Linked DNA regions of Capra hircus: region 1 is linked to region 2. A link is a contact called in public Hi-C data. All regions are on one chromosome and are shown on one strand. Each heading gives the region's core, a stretch centred on a gene start, on an enhancer-like site or on the middle of the called end of the contact. The rest is flanking DNA. Distances are from core to core; before and after follow the strand shown.

Region 1 (3,273 bases), core at 658-3,157, 240 kb before region 2:
AGAGTGCAGCAATTAGAGGAAGAAAACACCGAGCTTAGAACAACGGTGACTCGGCTCAAGTCACAAACAGAGAAGCTGGATGAGGTGAGCGTTAGGTTCAGTCATTGCTTAGACTTGGATCTTGAGCTGAATCCACAGAGAGGCCATGTTGGCTATCGCTGGCCTTTTGGTTTCTAGTTTCTGAAATTCTCACTGCCCTAGCCAAAAAAAAAGGGAACAAAATACAAATAGTTTGTCTTTGCATATTTCTGATTTTCCAAATGTTGTACAATGAATACGTTTCTCTGTATTATGGGGGAAAATAAGGAGAAAGAGGCCAGATTCTGTTTGGACTCTTACCTTCTATTCAGATCCATCTGGCATCATTGAAGGACTGTGGAGACCTGAGGCTTTTCTTATTGCAGCTCTAGAATTAGGGGTCTAGCTGTTTCTTTAATTCGTGCCTTGGAGGGCTGTGTCCTCCGGGCTGGTCTGATTGCCTATTTGTCGAGGTAGCTGCCCCAGGCCCCCAGCAAAGCCCCCCAGGGCGCAGCGGGCCCCCTGGGAACTCTCCCCCTGCCCTGGTCTCCCTGGCTGCAGGAGCGGCAGCGCATGTCAGACCGGCTGGAGGACACCAGCCTGCGGCTCAAGGATGAGATGGACCTGTACAAGCGCATGATGGACAAGCTGCGGCACAACCGCCTCGAGTTCCAGAAGGAGCGGGAGGCGACACAGGAGGTGGGTCGGTGGGCTCCAGGGCGCCAAACTCCACCCCACCCCACCCCACCCCACCAGCCCCCCACATCCGTGCTCCTGCCAACTGGCCTCTTTCCCCCACAGCTCATCGAGGACTTGCGGAAGGAGCTGGAGCACCTGCAGATGTACAAGCTGGACTGCGAGCGGCCGGGCAGGGGCCGCAGCTCGTCCTCCAGCCTTGGCGAGTTCAACACCAGGGCCCGAGAGGTCGAGTTGGAGCACGAGGTCAAGCGGCTCAAGCAGGTAGGCCCCGGGAGCCCCCATCCCAGGGCACGAGGTGTCCGGGTCCCCTCGGGGTGCGTCTCCTGTTCAGGGCTGAGTGTCGGAGCGCCTCCTTTTCCCTTGTAACTAGTTGCCTGCTCCTCCCGACACCTTGATCATCAGGCCCGCTCAGCCCTTTCTCACAGCTCAGGCGAGGTGGCTGGAAACCCCAGGGTCGGTCTTTGCTCAGCATCCATGACGGGAAACAGACACCAGTCTTCTGTCCTGGGCACGTGGGAGAAGGAAACCTCACTCAGCTACACAGTGTCTCCCACCCCGAGCCCAAGAGTCCATTTCAGAGGGTTCCTGGACGCTCTCCTGTGACTGGGCAGCCCTTGGGGGTGGGGGAAGCAGGATCAGGAGGGGCAGTGACCCAACGGGGGCCTGAGGGTGCTCAGAGACCCTGCAGAATAAATTATCCGGGTGGGGCAGCTCCTCAGGGTCCCCGTCTCACAGCAGTCCTAAATCCCAGCCCTTCTCAGCCACAAGGGGGCGCCCGGGGTCCCAGATGTGAGCAGGTAGGAGCCTTGAGGCAAAAGCTAGAGCATGGGGCTGGTCAGCTGGCTCTGGGCAGGAGGCACACAGGAGCCGAGGGCACCCTGGAAAGAACTCCCCAGAGCAGGATTCCTGAGCCCGACTGCAGGAGCCAAGGAGACGAGCTGACCTGCCACCCCAGGGACCCAGAGCATCACTTTCCCTCACCAAGGGCCAGTGTTGGAGAAGGAGCCACTGAGTGGGCAGTGTCCTCCGGGGCCCCTCTTCCGGCTCACCCACCCCCAGGGAAGAAGGGGTAGTCTGGAGCCATGCTCCTCCCTGGAAACCTGGCTCCCTGAGCAAGGCTGTAACTCCTCCTCAGGACCCCAAGCCCCCTGAGGACCCAGCCCTCCTCGCCCTGGAGCCCAGCAGAGGCCAGGTCATCTGTGGGTGTCCTGGACTGGCCAGTGACGCACACCCTGGGCGGTGGTCAGGAGGCCGTGGACGCGGAGCAGCGGGTCCCGGTGGGAGTCAGAGTTGCCTGTGTCCCCTTCTGCAGGAGAATCACAAGCTGCGAGATCAGAATGATGACTTGAATGGACAAATCTTGAGCCTCAGTCTCTACGAAGCCAAGAACCTCTTTGCTACCCAGACCAAAGCCCAGTCCCTGGCAGCGGAAATAGACACAGCCTCTCGCGATGAGGTAACATGCCCACACGCTCTCGCCGTGGAGCCTGGCCCTCGCCCGTGAGTCCTGCCCCGGGGCAGGAAAAGCAGGCCAGGGCCTGGCCCCCTGGGCGTCCCCATCTGCAATGACCCCGAGTGATGGGGCAGAGCAGTGAGAGGAGGCAGAGTTCAGCCTGCTCCAATTTCCTATATGTGGTGGGAGAAGAGTGCGGTTGGGAGCAGAGCAGAGTTTGAGTTCGCTTGGTCGGGAGTGTGCCAGAATGGCCCGTTGATGTCATCAGTGTGCGATCCAGGGGAGGCCGGATGTCCCCTGGACCCAAGCCAGCAGGAGAAGGATATTAGCGTGTTGGGGGGGCACCTGCTTGCAGTATGTCTTCATTTAATCTTCTGAGAACGCGAAGGCTTTCTGAACACTTCCATGTCACAGATCGGGAGACCAGGATCACCCAAGATCACCCAGCTTACGGAGAGAGAGGAGCCCAGGTCCCTAGCACCAAAGCCCACTCTTTCTGCCCCACTGGGGTATGGTTATGAAAGATCAGGCCTCCAAGATACCCAGGTTAGATTTCAACACGAGTCACCGAACCCCTTTACCCTGTGCTGGGGACGCACAGCCAGGAGCTGGCCCCTGGCCTTGAGGAGTGCCCACATGAGCCAAGCACCAGCCTCCAGCCTGTGGGCAGAGGCGCATCCCATGGACACGGCAGGAGTCGACCTGGAGAAGGACAGCGGCAGGACTGGGGGTGGCGAGAGGAAACAGCGGGTGGTCTTAGGGTCTTGGGACATTGGGTGTCACTCCTGACTATAAGCGCCTCTGGCCAGCATTCTCTACCTTTATCAGCAACATCGCACACATCTGGGCTCCCCTAAACGGGCCAATGATCTGGGCCTCTCTGGGGGTGTGGCCTACGCCTCTGCACCTTTCCCCCTGCCCAGGCTCTGAGGCTGGTTTTGTTGGGACACTGCCTCTGCCCACACCCCGGCCCCCCTCCTGGCCTCTGACCTCGCTTTCTTGTTCCCTCCAGCTCATGGAAGCCCTCAAGGAGCAGGAGGAGATCAACTTTCGGCTGAGGCAGTACATGGACAAGATCATCCTAGCCATCCTGGACCACAACC
Region 2 (3,648 bases), core at 588-3,087:
CTGTACCCTCACAGGTGATCTGTCCCCCTTAAATATATAGTCCCTACCTGTTCCTCCCCATCCGTCTCTAGAGCCATCACCCTAGTTTAGGTCCCCATCCTCTCTTGCTAGATTACAGCTCCAAGACTGGCCTTCCTGGCTTGGGTCTCAGCCTCCTCCCACCAAGAACTAGGAGGTTCTTTTGAAAACGAAAATCTGCCCATCACACATTCATGTTAAGAACGCTTTAAGCTTCTTGGCATATCTTTCAAAGACTCTTGCTTAACCTGACTTCATCCCTCACCATGTCCCCAAGTACGTGAGACTTTCTCACACCTGGAGGCTTCTCTACACACAGCTCCCTCTGCCTGGCTGATCCTCCACCCACTTCATGGCCAAGTCCTCTAGCACTCGGCTTCTAGGTTGTCTCCTTTTAGGGGTCTCCTTGACCTGTCTCTCCTTCTTCAGGGTTCCCACCATACCCTGGGCCTACATAGTTCTCCCGTGGTGAGAAGGGTCCATATTTGTGCCAGGCTCCCTAAAAGCCATTCCATCCCGAGTAGACAGTACATAGCAGGTGTTCAGGAATAAATTGATGAATAAAGGTAGAGTCTACTTGGGATTCTCCTGCTTTTTCTCAAACAAAATTCATCCTGCATGCTAAGTCGATTCAGTCGTGTCCAGTTCTTTGCGAACTATGGACTATAGCCTGCCAGGCTCCTGTGTCCATAGGATTCCCCAGGCAAGAATACTGGAGTGGGTTGCCATGCCCTCCTCCGGGGGGTCTCCCCAAACCAGAGATTGAACCAGTATCTCTCATATCTCCTGCATTGGCAGGCAGGTTCTTTACCACTAGCGCCCCCTGGAAAGCCTAGAAAATGAAAGTCGCTCAGTCGTGTCCGACTCTTTGCGACCCCATGGGCTATACAGTCTGTGGAATTCTCCAGGCCAGAATACTGGAGTGGGTAGCCTTTCCCTTCTCCCAGGGCATCTTCCCAACCCAGGGACTGAACCCAGTTCTGCATTGGCAGGCGGATTCTTTACCACTAGCACCACCTGAGAAGCCTAGGCTGTTGCTAAATCTAGATGTTTCCCATCCCAGTAGAGTGAGCATACTAGAACGAAAACTTGGGAGTCAGATGACTTGCATCACCATCTCTCCTCTTTGTGACTTTTGGCCAATTCTCTTACCTCCCTGAGCCTCAGTGTCTCTTTCTGTAAAACGAGAATTATAAGCTTTGTAAGAAAAACCACCGAAGGTGTCATCTGGCAGAGGGATGTAGCACGATGCATTTGACTTTCCTGCGTGCATACGCACACTTTGGTTGAAGTCAGCAAGCATATATTAAGTGCTTACTATGTGCCAGGCTCTGGGATGGGTGTTGGGGTGGGGGGGGGGGGCATGGGTGGTGTCCCCACTATAAACACAGCACCAGGGACTTCCCTTTGCCTTCCAATGCAGGGGCTGTGGGTTCGACCCCCAGTTGGGGAGCTAAGATACCACGTGCCTCCCAGCCGGAAAACCAAACCAAAACATAAAAAAGCAGAATCAATATTGTCAATGTGTAAATATTGAAAATGTACATAAAACACGAACAGCAGAAGCAATAGTGTAAATGTTGTAAATGACTCTTACCCTAAATTTCACAATAATCTTTTCTGAGAAAACTCCTCTATCAAATCAGGAGTAAATCCTGCCCTTGAACTCACAGGTGAGACTGCTAATCAGCAGGAAGCCCACTAACAGGAAGGTAACCCTGAGCCCGCTGAGCAGCTCCTCCAGGGCCCCTCGCCCTCCCCGCGGTCACACAGCACACAGCGCGTGGTGGGTCTGTACTGCCACCTGCTGGAGGAATGGGGTAAGGCTACAGGCGGCAGGCAGCAGAGATTCAGGCGCCTGCCTTGAGTTGCCGAACACATGGCTCTAAGGTCTATCTGCCACATTTGTTCAACAGCTCACGAGAAGCTGTCAGAGGAAATGGCTTTTGAAATCACAATCACCTCACCGGAAAAGGGGGCGGGGGGGAAGAAAAGGAAAGCCAACTGTACCTTGCAATGGCAGAAAGTGGGAGTATGCCTCCTGGGGAAACTTCTCTCTTTCACTCAAAGCGGGAGGACCGGAGAACCCTGTAAGATGGAGAGAAATGCCTTCTCCTGAAACTGTGGCTTACTCCCCAGGCCCTGAGTGAGGACACATCCTGGTGGGACCCTCTCAACCTTGGTGCCCTGGGACCCAGTTGAACTCTCCTCCTGCTCATCAACACCTGCAAGATCTAGCTGAGTCCTGGAACCAGCTCCACAGAAACTGCCGGAAGCTGGGAGGCCGTGCTTTTCCAAAGGCCTTGGCTTTGCAGCCAGACCCGCTAAGTCAACACAGAGGGAGCCAGCCGTGCAGCTTGCCTTCCTGTTACACCCTCCCACTTCTCCTGGGCCTGCCACGCTCACGCACATGTGTGCACATACACACAAGGAGTCCTCCAGGTCCAGCAGTCTGTTATTTGGGTGGGGAATCTGCTCTGGGAGAACTGGCAGGCAGAATCCACATGGGCTACAGCCAGGGTATTGGGCTGTTGTGGGTTGTTTTGTTTTTTCTCTTTCTCCATATTCCAACCATCCTGGGAAAGTTGGGTCCAGGAATGTGAACTCCGGAAAACCAAGGGCAGTGCAGCGCCAAGGTATTTACTAAGCCAATGAGCATGCTTCCTTCTCCCTGGAAGGCGATCTTGGCTTTCCTCAGGGCACTGCAGCCTTGCAGAGTCCAGCCAGTTGCTCCTATACATAAAGACAGTGTGGCCTTTGCAGCCTTCACAGTCAACCCAACAAGCACCAAGCACCAGAGAAAAAGCTGCAGGACGCACCATCCCCCATCCCCCCCAGGGTCTCATGATGAACATGCTGTCCCCACTATAAACACAGCACCAGGGACTTCCCTTTGCCTTCCAATGCAGGGGCTGTGGGTTCGACCCCCAGTTGGGGAGCTAAGATACCACGTGCCTCCCAGCCGGAAAACCAAACCAAAACATAAAAAAGCAGAATCAATATTGTCAATGTGTAAATATTGAAAATGTACATAAAACACGAACAGCAGAAGCAATAGTGTAAATGTTGTAAATTTGAATATTGTAAATAATTCAATAAAGACTTTTAAAAAACAAACACTGCACCAAACTAATTGAGGGGTGAGGCAAAAGAGTACATTCCTCCAGACCTTCCAAAAGGAAAGAAAGCCGTAACTTACAGAAACATGCCAGAGCCAAACAAAAATACACAGCATGGCTTACACACACTGTGAATGGCACAGTTCTTTTTCTTCTGCCACAATACAAAAACGGGGAGTTTTTCATCCAGAGAGAAAATAAAAATGAAGCATAAATTATCAGCGCTCTGATATGAATCAGCCCATGATGATACTTTCAATACACCGTCATACCTACCTGATGATCTGGCCCCCCTGCCCCCAGCAGTAATTCGTTCTCATCTTGGCTTCTGTTAATTCTACGTTTCAGGGATTCAAGAAGCAAAACAGTCGTCTCTTTGACCATCCCAGTTTCCGACTCTGAGCTTCCACGTGTACCTTTTGGGGTTCACACTTTCTCAAGCACCTCAAGCAGTGCAAGACATCATCCGATATCCATCTTCACAGGTCTTTTCTGTCCCATGGCCCCTCTG

What was found. A called contact is a pair of places that touch in the nucleus more often than the background predicts.
Region 1: a Hi-C map of blood shows a contact between it and region 2, with 4 times the contacts expected there. The contact joins two enhancer-like sites. A contact is called at or near these places in 3 of 5 Hi-C or Micro-C datasets (blood and liver).

The regions. Positions count from the first base shown.
Region 1 is chr19:18,158,570-18,161,842 of ARS1.2, reverse strand. RAB11FIP4 (rab11 family-interacting protein 4) reads left to right here. Exons shown (of 15, transcript XM_018064266.1): 11 at 3-84; 12 at 580-717; 13 at 820-978; 14 at 2,030-2,173; 15 at 3,183-3,273. Among named protein-coding and RNA genes, the nearest start is that of TRNAT-CGU, 19 kb to the right of the region's middle. Within about 2 kb of position 1,907, at least 1 of the 5 cell types and tissues checked has an H3K27ac peak or open chromatin away from gene starts, as enhancers often do.
Region 2 is chr19:17,917,915-17,921,562 of ARS1.2, reverse strand. No RefSeq gene overlaps it. Among named protein-coding and RNA genes, the nearest start is that of COPRS, 10 kb to the right of the region's middle. Within about 2 kb of position 1,837, at least 3 of the 5 cell types and tissues checked have an H3K27ac peak or open chromatin away from gene starts, as enhancers often do.